Regions from separate parts of the Mus musculus genome. Here all the other regions are linked to region 1. A link is a contact called in public promoter capture Hi-C data. All regions are on one chromosome and are shown on one strand. The core of a region is the stretch at or near the end of the contact, and the rest is flanking DNA. Distances in the headings are between cores, read along the strand shown. Region 1 holds the start of Oip5os1 (Opa interacting protein 5, opposite strand 1). Region 2 holds the start of Chac1 (ChaC, cation transport regulator 1). Region 3 holds the start of Tyro3 (TYRO3 protein tyrosine kinase 3).

Region 1 (4,190 bases), core at 1,200-3,699:
AAATCTGCATGTTTTCTGTACACAGTGAAAGTTATTGGTTGAGTGATTTATCATCTGACACACTGTAACTGCTTTGGTTAAAAAACAAAATAGAAGCCAGGTGTGTGTGTGTATACACATGTGCACATATAGATAATAATTCTCAATAACTAGGTCTTGTGGGTTTTATTTATTAACACAAATGTCTTGCTACCCAGAATAGCCCAGATTAGCTTCAAACTCTCAATCCTCACCTCAGTTCCCCAGGTCCCAAGAGCTGGGCATAAAGGTGAGCCATGGTAGCTGGCTTGTACTCATTTTTATCTTCATCTTCTGTTGCTCTTAACAGTTTAGTATGTCGCTTCTATGGAGCCTTTCAAGCCGCTACAACAGGACTTGGGATGATTATCTCTATCTACTTACGTGCCAAGTCCTGAGTTCAGAATGTTGAGCTGAATATAAAAGCACCTAAGGTCAGGAAAATATTCATCTTGTGTGATATGGTTCCTAAAAATAAAAAGAACATAAAGATAAGTGTCTTGGCTTCTTTTTTATCACTGTGATAAAACACTATGTCCAAGGTAATTCTTAAAAAAAAGAAAACATTTTTTTACACTCACATCTCTAACAGCAAGCAGGAGGCAGAGGGAGACCTAGCAGGGCTGGCTCTGAGTCTTTGAACCCTCAAAGCCTGACGCCAGTGAAACACACCTTTAACAAGCCTAGACCTCCTAATTCTTTCCAAAAAGTTCCACCTACTGTGGCCCAAGTATTCAAACATACGAGCCTATGGGGGCATCTTCATTCAAACCAAAGCAAGGATCTACATATCCTTTACTGATACTACAGGTATTAAGTATACAAAGATATTCCAACCAATCTATTCTAAAAAAATTCACTCTCATAAGTATTCTAAAGGAATAATCATAATGTCACTTTCTGTACACCTCTAGTGGAATTAGTGTTTAAACAATAACATTTTTGGAGAAGTTCTGAAGCTTTATGCAACTCTGAGTTTATGATACTGTATATGATACTGTAGTCTCTCTGGAGGGGCGAGAAACTGTAACTCCGCAGAAAACCTCCCGTAATGTAGAGCTGTCTTTTAGTGGAAAGCAAACGACTTTCTCTTTTTTAAGATGAGGAAGGATGTTATATTCCCTTCCTCTGGCTCATACCTATTTTTTTCTACTTGTGGATCATATTAAAAAGAAAAACTACTTGTGCTAAAGGGGAGGGGTTTTGTTTTTTGGTTTTTTTTTCACCCCCTAAGCAAGTGCTTCCTGCTTCAGCTCTGCTAAGTCTAGGGCTAACAAAAACCATATAATCTATCACAAACATTCACTCACATTATGATTTTTCCATTTGAACTGGCTCTCACTAATATGCCAGTTTATTTCTGAAACAAGGTTTTGATAGATGTAAATTTCTGGCCCTGAGCACCAACACACGCAGCAAATGTCTCCCCGATCCAGAATTCAGAAGCAAAGACTTTCCGAGAATTTAGCTGAATACCAATAAAAGTAAGGGGGCTCCCAATTACAAAGAGATAAAATTAAATAAGAATCAAATATAAATATCTTGTTAGTACTACACTGTCACCAGTGTACACCAACTACACAAATGAGATTCCAGCAGTACTTCCAGAACTATAGTTCTAAAAAAACGAAAAGAAAAGCATCGTAAGCCGTTTCCCTTGATCCTGGGTAAGAAATCAACATAGGTGAATTCCACTGAGACCCGTTTGCCGAAACTAATGCGCCATAAGGGCATTATCAGGACGTCCAAGGACAAAGCTGCTTACTACGGTCATAAAAGTTTGGCAGGGGCGAGTATGAGGTAAAGGCTGCAAGAGTCTATCTGTAATACACATACTCAAATGAAAATACCAGAGGGAGCCTCTTACAGCAAATCTCAAGGTCAACGCGCCAGGGACACAAAATGCCCAGAGCTGCAACAGGCCTGTCAACCTCAACCGGTGACGCCTTCGGTAAAGGGTCAAACAATACAGAGATAGTCTTAGAAAAATAAAAGGGAGGTGCACACAGCGGCTTCCCGATACGGCCGGCGTACGTGCAACTCAGAGAACCAGGGCAAAGCACGCAGCGGCCAAAGCGAAGGGCGCAAGGAAGGGCGTGGAGCGCTGGTAAGGGAAGGACGCGGCCACATACCCGGAGGCGGCGGAGCCGACCGGACGCGGCTGCGAATGCAAAGCCCTGTCAGGCCCAGGCCTCGCCGGCTCCCTCATTAGGCTCGCCGCTACCCCGTCCCGAGTTGTGCCGCCCCACCGGCTGCTCGTCTCCCGATAGACAGACGGACTTCTCAGCTCACCTCACACGGTCCAGCACAAGTACTCCGCTTCTCACGGGAGGCCTGCCCCGGGCCCGCAGGCCAGCTGCCCGGGGCACGCCTCACTCCGCCATCTTCGCTCCTTCCCCTGTCCGCCAACCCAGGGGCGGAGGCGCGAAAGGCTCCGCCCCGCCTCCGAGTGATGATTGGACAGCACCTTGCTCGCGCGCTCTTTTTCCATCGCGGATTGGCTGGGAAGTACTTCAATCAATCCCTCTCTCTGGTTCTATTTTTTGTTGTTGGAGCTTAGTGCTCCAGTTGAAGTTAAGGAGGAAAAGGGTTGTTGTAATTCACTTGAGGAAAAACATTCCGCACGGAGGCAGTCTCACTTTTTAGTAAGATAGCACTACAAGGCCAAATGACTATTTTAAATTATCGTTACTGTAAAAATATACTGTTACTAGTAATTCCTCTCTTGGCTAAAGGATTTTTATACCCGGACTAACACTACACCCAGAGGAACAATTTCATGGTGTCAGTTCTTCTGACTTTGACCCACTTGAGAGAATGTTGCCTGCTGTTTAAAGGTCAATACAGTAGCGTAGTTTTCCTCACCTTAAAAGGGCCTGCCCGCTGCCTGAGAAAATGTTAAACTGCATTTGTTGTTTGTTCCAGTTGTAGGATTTAGAGATCCTTTAGCGGTATTTCCAGGAGAGGTAGTGAAGGCAATAGTGTGACTCTTCCAGGTGATGACACACGTTCTTCTGGATAAGCAGTGCTTCCTAAATGACGGGGTTATCACTAGGCCATTTATTAAATCCAAATTTCTATGCTTCCCTCTGTGATAAGGATGCTATGCCATACAAAGACAAAACACAGTTGTCTATTGAATCTATTGGCTAATAAAATAATAATAATAATAATAATTACATTATTCGTTATTATTATTAGAATGTTAGAACCTATTGAATAATAATAAATTCACAAGCTACATTGATTTATTGGCTGCAACTGGCCATCAGCCTTGATTTCCCTTTATAGCTGGGCTGGTGACAGAGACCTTGTGTATCCCAGGCTGGCCTCAAATTGCAATGTAACAGAATTACCACACTGGTTATGTCCTGAATCTCAAGTGAGCAACAATGTCCTCCATCCAAAGACAGGTTCTTTGAGTGTTAGCTACTATCAGATCACACATCACTGCACCGTATGTCTCTGTGTATGAATAGGCACACTGTATATCTGTATATACTTAGACTACAGAAGGCCTGCAAAGGATTACACAAACCTCTGTGTTCAGTGAGGTTTTACTACATCCAGACAGAGCTGATATAAATGGGAAAAGTCACCACAGTTAGATATTGATGAACTCATTTAGAAAGACACAGAGTATTGAAGCTAGCTGAGGGGTCCAGGTGAGTGTCAACGGAGGAATATGGTGAGGTGCAGGACTGAGTAGGGACAGACAGATGCACAGACAACAGTAATCCAAAGGAGCGATATCAAGCAATGAGGCCTGGGCTAAGCCGAAGGGCTGCCCAAAGAACCAGCAGAAACAGTCTTGTCCCTCCTCAACTCACTTAAGCAGGGGTTCAGGTGACACTGCAGGGCTGTTACCATCAAACCATGGTGCTATGTCTTTCCTATTTATATGGGGTATAGGTGAGGAATTCTCCTGCCTGAGGTGTATGTGTGTGTGCTCACATGTAGTGAAAACTCAGACTGCATGCATATTAGACAAGCACTTATCAGAGCTATATCTGTTTAATACACCCATATCCATTTTTTTCATGTATTTTGATTTGATATATTTTTAGATTAAATTTATGTAAATTATTTTGCCTGTGATTATGCATGTACATGTACCACACACTTGCTTAGTGCCTGAGGAGGTATCAGATCCCAAGGATCTGGAGTCAGGG
Region 2 (4,190 bases), core at 873-3,372, 240 kb after region 1:
GTGGGGTGGCCACATAGGCCAGTGCTGTGAGGGGTTGGTCAGGGGTGTCTTGAGGATAAAAGGTGACTTCCTTAGTGTCATAGCCACCAAGCACGGCTTCCCTCACATTCAGGTACTTCAGGGCCTCGTTCACCTGCTCCCCTCGAACTTGGTATGCCACACCCCAAGTGCAGCCCTAGGGAAAAACAGAGACACTCCAGTCAGTCACAGAGCTTGATGCTGGTCCTGTGTTCATTCTAGAATGTTCCCCTAGACACATTCCACACCTATGTTCTATAAAAGAGGTGGAGGGGGTGGGGAGACGTCTCAAGGGATAGAGGTAGTTGCTACCATGCCTGATGATCAGATAACCTAAGTCCAATCCCTGGGACATGAATGGTCGGAGGAAAGAATCGACTTCCATCTTGTCGTCTTGCTTCCACATCTGACCTACAGCGTGTGCACATGCGTGCATGTACAAATAGATGTAATTTTGAAGTTTTATGTGTATGGACGTGTGTGCCTGGCGACCTGTGATCTTGGTGGTCAGTCAGAAGAGTCTGATTCCCTGGAACTGGAGCTACAGATTGTGAGTTACTGTGTGGGTGCTGGGTATCAAATCCAGGCCCTTTGGAGAAGCAGAAGGTGCTTCTGACTCCTGAGCCATTTCTCCATGAAGCTTTAAAAAAAAACTAACGTGTTTGACTGGCTGCTGAGCCACCCAGAAGCAATACCCTTCACCCTATTTCCCTTGAGTTTTGTTTATTTTGAGACGTCTCATATAGTACAGGGTGTCTGACCCAGGATTCATTATGTAACCAAGAATAACTCTGAACTCACAGAAATCCATCTTAATAAGACCCTCCCTCAAGTGATTCTCCAAGAAGCATGGAGTAAGCTAGCTACACTTCCACTCTCCCCACACAAGAGCTCTGACCCTCTGCACCCTGATACATCAGACCCCAGGATTCTCTTCTTGACTGCACACTTACCTCACGGTCTTCAAGGAGGGTCACCACTCGGCCAGGCTAGACAGGGAAGAAAGGTTTTGAAAAAGACAAATTAGATATTAGCACTTCCGAAAGGACTATGAATGAACCTTATTGACATGGGGGGCTTGCCTGTCATGCACAAGACCTTAGATTCAATCTCCAGCAACACACACACACACACACACACACACACACACACACACACACACACACACACCTTTAGTCCTGTTGTGACTTGAACCTGTAGTTCCAGCACTTCAGCACCAGAGAGAGAGATTTGTCACAAGTTTGAGGCCACATAGCAAGAAATAGGTAAGATGGAGGAGGGGGAAAAAGAGGGGGGAGAAGAGGAGGAGGAAAAGGAGGAGGAGGAGGAAGAGGAAGAGAAGAACAAGGAGGAAGAGGGAGAGGAAGAGAAGAGGAAGAGGAGGAAGAGGGAAAGGAAGAAGAGGAAGAGAAGGAAGAGGAGGAAAGAGTGCCAGCCTAAGCCCCAAGCCTGGGAGAGGACCTTTCATCGAGTGACATGGAGTGATGGGCAGATGTGGAAGAGACAAACAACGAGCGGCCCAGATTAGTAACCAGCACAAGAATCCACAGGTGCAATCACCAACCTGATTTCCAGGCACACAAATTTAAACCACAAACCAGGTTTACAATTTTCTCTTAGTTAGCCCAGGGTCCCTGCCACTCCAGGATACGAGTGCCCACTCTCCTGCCAACCCCACTCCACTCCTCTGGGCACAGAAGGATGCTCACCATCTTGTCGCTGCCCCTATGGAAGGTGTCTCCCTGCCAGAACCGTCGGCTATAGCCACGAACGAAGCCCACACGGCTGTCACTATAGGCAAAGTCCGGCTTCCACACTAGGGAGCCGTACCCGAAAATCCACAGGGCTTGGGGGTCGCCATCCCCCCAGGAAGGCTGCGCGGATGATGGTGCAGGGGACAGTGAAGGAGGCGGAGTGCTCTGGGATGCGGACTCCTGCTTCATGGTGCCGGGCGCAGGGACGGACCCGGGTGGCCTCCGAGACTGGTCTCCGGCACGGGCACGGAAGGACCGACGGACGCGTACACCTGGCCTGGCACCGATCGGTCGTTCCAGCTGAGTGGTCCCTCCAGAGGCGCTCTTTAAACCCTCCGGCCAGGAAGGCCCTCAGACTGCCTCCAGCTGTCCCTATGATTGGGGCGGGGCAAATCTCTTTCTGGCCAATCACCTTTAGATTTTGCTTCTCGGTTAACCGCGCCGCCCTCCGAGTGGGTACCAGAGCAGCCCGCCCCAGGGCCAACGCGCGTGCTGATTGGTTCGGCTCCTCCTCCCGTGGCAGACCTGGCAGGAGTGATGCAACGGCAGGGAAGGTTTCCCCAGAACTGGCATGCAGCAAGGGCGAGTCAGATTGCGTCAGGCTGCTGGCACCGGGAACGGGCCTTAGAATGGGCGCGGGCACCCGCCGTCTCCCGGGAAGGCCCTCTCAGTGGTCTAAACGGTGTCATCCCTGCAGTCCAGCCGGTGCACCTGGCAGAATCATTGCCGCCCAAAGCAGTGGCCAGTGCAGGGCACGACCAGTAGGAATACTTTGGGCGGCACGAATTCTTGCCTTTGGGGCCCCGCCTAAAAGCACGCACTGCAGAGAAGCTGTTTTGGACACCCTCCGCATTCCACTCTGGTGCCTCATACTGTTGCCCACGTGAACAGCTGGAGAAACTGAGTCACGGGGTGGTAAGGGGTTTTGCAAAGGCTGTAGTTGAGTCAGACTGGTTGGCACAAGCATGCAGGCCTCACGTGACGGCTACACCCGGGCCAAATGTGAGACCCCTGAGTTCAGGCGGGTTAGAAGAAAAGTCAAAACTAGACAGCCTTGGGCAGAGTAGTCACATTGAGGATGACTGTTAGTACCTGTGGTACAAAGCTACAAAGAGAAGAATGCCAGGCCACTTTCACCCCATGGGTACGGGTTTCATTCTCTCTAGCTTGAGATCTTGCAGCAGTGGGCAATTTACATAGGTACCAAAGTTTGGAGAAACGTTGGTTAAGGACAGCACAGAGGACTAAGGGCACCTGCAGCCTTTTCCCATAGCTTCTTGCCAGGCAGTGGGTATGGGCCCTGGCACTGACGTGGGCAACCAGGCACCAGCCATCTCCTTGGAAGTTCCTCTCTGCCTGAACCCTGCAAGAGTCACCATTGGGCTAGGTAGTGGTGTCACACTCCTTTAATCCCAGCACTTGGGAGGCAGAGGCAGGTAGGTGGATTTCTGAATTCCAGGCCAGCCTGGTCTATAGAGTGAGTTCCAGGACAGCCAGGGCTGCACAGAGAAACCCTGTCTCAAAAAATAGAGGGGAAAAAAAAAAAAAAACAGTCACCATTGGCAGGTCTCAGGATCTGTCTCCCCAAGAGCTCACCCTCTCTGGTGGAGCCAGTGCCACCCCAAACTGCAGGATGGAGGAGAGGTCGAGTTTTGCTTCCTAGGCAGCAGCAAGAGGCAGCCTCTCTGGGCATCTCTCATTGGGAAAGGGAAACAAAGAGCAGAAGGCCTTTCACTAGGGTGAACAAACAAGAGTGAGCTCCCTGGAAGTGGAAACTCAGTGAGTCTCCTTATTTAACTCAAAATTGTATGCACAGGGTAGATCCATCCCAAAAGAGATCCATCCCAAAAGTGTCTACACAATTGCCTCTCTCTCTCTCTCTCTCTCTCTCTCTCTCTCTCTCTCTCTCTTCCACTATCCTCTAGCTGGACTGACCTGGAATTACTATACATACATGCCTGAGATTCACAGAGAAACTCTCAAGCCTAGCATTCAGGAGGCCGAGGATAGAGACCTAGAGAATCGGGCCAGCATGGGCTACAAAGCAAAACCATGTCTCTAAATGAATAAATGTATGGATGAACGGAGTGGAAAGAAATACTCTTAAAAGTTGGAGGAACTTGTGTTTGTTTCGTTGGCGGGACTAGAACTCGAGTCCGCACACCGGTGTGCCTTATGCCTGATGTGTGTGCCTACCCCAGGCCTGGGCTCCCTGTGAGGCTCATGCACTACTTTTTTGTTTTGTTTTGTTTTGTTTTGTTTTGTTTTGTTTTGTTTTGTTTTGTTTTGTTTTGTTTTTCGAGACAGGGTTTTTCTGTGTAGCCCTGGCTGTCCTGGAACTCACTGTGTAGACCAGGCTGGCCTCGAACTCAGAAATCTGCCTGCCTCTGCCTGCCAAGTGCTGGGATTAAAGGCGTG
Region 3 (4,190 bases), core at 567-3,066, 210 kb before region 1:
ACTCAGTTCCCTTAGCACCAAAGACTTCTTCCCCATAGCTCCCTCCCTATTGCCCAATCACCAGAAGGCAAACCTAGCTGAACCTCCCTGAGCAGGCACTGTCCTGGGCATGACTGCTCTACCCAACCAGTGCAACAGGCTGCCAGCTCTCTGCCCAGGGTGTCAGTCAAGCCCACGAACTGCTGCTAGTATCCCTGACTCCACCCTGTAAAACGAAGGGAGGTTGAGAAGAGGGAAGGAGGGAATGCTCCCCTGAAGTGGAGAACATATGGCTACAAAACCACGTCAGATCAAACACATGGCAGCCTTCCTGGCAGCCGCCTGCTCTATTAATACCTGAATGTGTGCTGGGGCGGGTGCTAGGAAGACGGGAGGCAGAAGGGAGGGGTGGGGCCCTAAGCAGAAGCCCCAAGACCCCGGAGCTACTGTGGCATCAACAGGGCCCACTTATTAAAATCTTACCCTCTTCAGGCAAGGGTAGACACACACAAACACACGCCCACACACACACACCCTCCTGGCATGTATTAAACAGATGGGCAGGTGAAGAATCTGCATAAAGGAAATCCAGACCTGTTCTTTCTGCTCCTTACTGTGTAACCCTAGGTAAATTCCTGGGCTCTCTGAGCATCTGATACGCACCTCGGAGCCTGCATATACTTTCCACTCTTTAGCTTCCTTTCCTTTCAAGGCTAATGTGGCAAAGAACTCAGTTTTTAAGAAATGCTTGTTGGATGGCTGCTGCCGGGGGAGGGGGGGGGCGCCTGTCTCTCTACCCTTCCCACTCACCCTCACAGGACAAGGAGACATAGCTTCACACCCCTCTGCACCCTGATGTGTGCGTGTGAACTTGAAGGCAAAGGTGCTGCCCTCCTGCCTCGGGGAAATGCCTCTGTGGCTGTGTGGCAACGTAAAGCTAATCTTCACAAGAAGCAGTAACCTTCACCCAACCCAAGCTACTCAACATTCGGGTTTCCGGGAGCGCCAAGGGCCACAGGAACTAGAGTACGGGCAGAGGTATTTTAGAATCCAGCACCTTCACAACCCTGGGTGCTCAAACCCAGATCCTGTAGTTTCAAAGTGGGACCTCGGGGGTGTGCGGAAGGCAGAATGGGTCCTTAGGACTGGGGAAAAGGGAGCAGACTACTAGGAACATAGAGGCGGGAAAATACAGTCCTAAGCACCCCCGACTGCCCACACCCCCCACTCCCTTCCTTTGCACCCAGCCAGCCCCGGGCGCGAGAAAGTTGGGGGCGGGGGCCGCGGCCGGAGGTCTGGCAGCCAACACCCGCTGCGTCCTAGTCTCGGCCTTCCAGCCCCGGCCACCGACCCCAACCTCTGGCCGGCCCAGGCCCGGGTCTCGCCCGCTGCCGTCCCCGGGCTGCGCCCCTCAGTCGTGCGGCTCAGCAGCCCCCCGCTTCCCGCCGCCTCCCGGGCCACCCCTACCTGCGGCCGCAGACCCGGGGAGCAGCAGAGAAGCCAGTCCCGCCAGCAGCAGCGGCCGGAGCCCCGGCCACCCCATGCTCCGCCTCAGCGCCATCGGCGGCGACGCCGCACCATGCCGGGCCCGGCCCGCGAGCGCAGAGAGGAGGGTGGCGGAGGAGGGGCGGGAGGCCCGCGGGAGGGGCGGGGGGCGGCGCTCGGCCCGGGCGTCCCGGACCCGCGGCCGCCTAGAGCCGCGGCCACCGCCGTCAGCAGCGAGGAGTCCCCGGGGCTGCGGCTGGGCCACCGCGCTCCTTCCACAGCCGCCGCCGCCGCCGCCGCTGATTCATGTTCTTCTGCGAGCCGCCGCCTCCTCCCGGCCCGCCCGCCCGCCCTCCGCGGAGCTCGTGCCGCCCTCCCCCTCCCCCGCGCAGCCCCGGTGGCGAGAGCCGAGCGCTAACCTCAGCCCTTACCGCCCGACCTCCCGCCCACCTCCAGAAGGCGCAGCGGGACCCGCGCCCTGGCCACTCCGCTGCCGCTGCGGAGGACCTGCCTCGCTCCCTGGACAGGCACCCGGCCACGCCCCTCCTTCCCCAAATACTTTCCAGTCTCCAGCGGGGCACCCCATCCTCTCCTCAGAACCCCTCTTGGAAGCTCCTGCCACACCCCAACACTGTTCTAAATCCTGACCTCAGACTCCGACACAGCCCTCTCAGAACACAAAGCACCTACTAGACACAGCAACCCTCAGGTGTCCCCAAGACGGCTGGAACAGCTCCCCGAGAAACTACTAGCATCCCTGTACCTCTTTGCTTGAGCTTTTCACCCAGTTTTTTTTTTCTTTTTCGATCTTTGTAGCCTACCTTTAATCGCCAAGTATTCTCCTATCGAAAGACCATTCTCCCCAGCCCATCTTCCCAGAGTGTTTTCCAGTTTGTCGTCCATCTAGAGTTTTCCAAGATCTGTTTCGTAATTCTTAGGTGTCCATCCCCACTGCTAGCCTACGAAGGCCAAAGCAAAATCACCGTGATTTTCGAGGGTATCATTCTTCTTTCTTGCTTCCTCTTTCCACCCCTCCACTTCTGGGACATAGTGTGAACATTGGCATTGTCTTCATACTAGCTAGTGAAACATCTGCTATTATTAGTAGACCACCTTGCGCACAGTAGGCACTCCATAAATAAATAGGCAGATCCTTGTTAAAAGAATGAATAATTGCCTGCTCCACAACCAGTAATCACTGGAGGTGGCCTGCCCACAGACATCCTGTCAGGAAGATGCAGAGCTGGTTCCAAATCGCACCTGCCAAGTCCTCCTCTTGTCCTCACCTCTTCTTGGCCCCTGGAGGACAACCCACAACAGGCGCTTTCCAGGGGTCCTGGATGGGGAGAAAGAACTAGCCAGTGAGACGTCCCATACTCACTGGATCTTTCCAGGGATTCTCCTGAGCAGCAGGAGCCTCCCTCTTCCTCCACTTGGCCCACCAGTGCTTGTTTATTAATTATCTTAATGATAACAGCAGTGCTGGCGGCAGCCGCAGACCCAGCTGGGGGCGCCCCCAGGCGGCAGGATAGGAAGACTCTTGGCAAGTCTGGTCAACAGTTGGATCGGAGGGGCCTGACTTCCTGCTGAGCGCTCTGCCAATTTTCTTGGGAACTCTAGGATGGCTCCAGGACGCTTTCCTGAAGGGGGAAAAAAGAAAAGAAAAGCACACAAGCTTGCTCTTTTCCAGAGCTTTGGAATTTTGAGTGTCAGACAGTCTGGAACGGAAGCCAGAACTGTTCTACGCTGTCTCCAGTAAAGGGGACCCTTCTCTTTATTTCAATTAACCTGGCACAGAGTATTCCCGGAAGATGTTCAATCTAGAGACCAAACACAGCTTCTACTTCCTGTTCTTCACTCCTGAGCTGATATGGAATTCTAGCCCAAGGGTTTATACTTTGTTATCAGTTAAACTGGCTCCTTAGGCAAGTCATGGAGGTGGCTTTCCGCATTCTAACTAAGCCTGAGACACATCACCATCCTGCTAGAAAATATGTCTGCTTTCCCTGAAGGGAAATCCCACCTCACTTTCCCCGAAGGACATCCTGGTTCCATGTTATCTTCCTAATTTCATTTCAGTATCCGCCCTGGCTCTCAGTATTTCTACTTACAGGGCCAAAGTGGCAGGCAGAAACCTGTGGGGTGCTGATCTGCCTTGCCTTTTTATCTGCTATACAGGAGTGGTTCGTTTCTTAGTTCTTAAACCCACTCAGCGCCTCTCTCTCTCTCTCTCTCTCTCTCTCTCTCTCTCTCTCTCTCTCTCTCTCCTCTCTCCTCTCTCCTCTCTCGGCATAGCATAGGAATGTGCTTCTAGGGTATGTGAGCAGGTGTGATTTTTGTGGAAGAGATGTGTAGGTGGGTGAGAGGGTGTGCATTGTGATGTATGAGGGAGGGTGTGCATTTGTGCAAATTCTAAATGTGACTGACGCTCTGTGGGTGGATGGGAAGAAAGTGTGTTCTTGTGTGTATGTCTGTGTGTGTGTGTGACTGGAGGAGGATGGCTGCCTGTGCAAATGCATGCCTGCAAAAGTTCCCTTCCTTCTGTAAATGCATTGCTTGGAGGGAAGGTAATCAGATCAGCAGGAAATGTTAGCTGACCTAACAGAGAAGCAGCTGTCCCTGGAGTTCCTGTCCTCCAGACGGAACCAGAGCCAGCTCTATCTATCTCAGGGGAGGAACATGCTATTGTATGGCTAAAGACATGCTGTGAAAGGAGGGGCTAGTGG

What was found. Promoter capture Hi-C pulls out the DNA fragments that hold promoters and counts their contacts. Capture Hi-C pulls out chosen DNA fragments and counts their contacts.
Region 2: a promoter capture Hi-C map of liver shows a contact between it and region 1, with 4 times the contacts expected there. The contact joins the promoter of Chac1 here to the promoter of Oip5os1 in region 1. A contact is called at or near these places in 9 of 39 promoter capture datasets (the 3T3-L1 cell line, cranial neural crest, hematopoietic stem and progenitor cells and 5 more), 2 of 484 Hi-C or Micro-C datasets (erythroblasts and muscle stem cells), 3 of 115 datasets of contacts at active chromatin or transcription factors (effector CD8 T cells, extraembryonic endoderm stem cells and memory CD8 T cells) and 1 of 9 other capture datasets (adipose tissue).
Region 3: a promoter capture Hi-C map of liver shows a contact between it and region 1. The contact joins the promoter of Tyro3 here to the promoter of Oip5os1 in region 1. A contact is called at or near these places in 1 of 39 promoter capture datasets (hippocampal neurons) and 1 of 9 other capture datasets (liver).

Annotation. Positions count from the first base shown.
Region 1 is chr2:119,592,555-119,596,744 of GRCm38.p6, reverse strand. It overlaps Oip5os1 (Opa interacting protein 5, opposite strand 1), which reads right to left and starts at 2,449. Exons shown (of 3, transcript NR_027832.1): 1 at 2,311-2,449; 2 at 403-486.
Region 2 is chr2:119,349,174-119,353,363 of GRCm38.p6, reverse strand. Chac1 (ChaC, cation transport regulator 1) reads right to left here and starts at 2,122. Exons shown (of 3, transcript NM_026929.4): 1 at 1,728-2,122; 2 at 972-1,007; 3 at 1-175. The coding sequence starts at 1,961.
Region 3 is chr2:119,797,140-119,801,329 of GRCm38.p6, reverse strand. Tyro3 (TYRO3 protein tyrosine kinase 3) reads right to left here and starts at 1,816. Exons shown (of 19, transcript NM_019392.2): 1 at 1,447-1,816. The coding sequence starts at 1,540.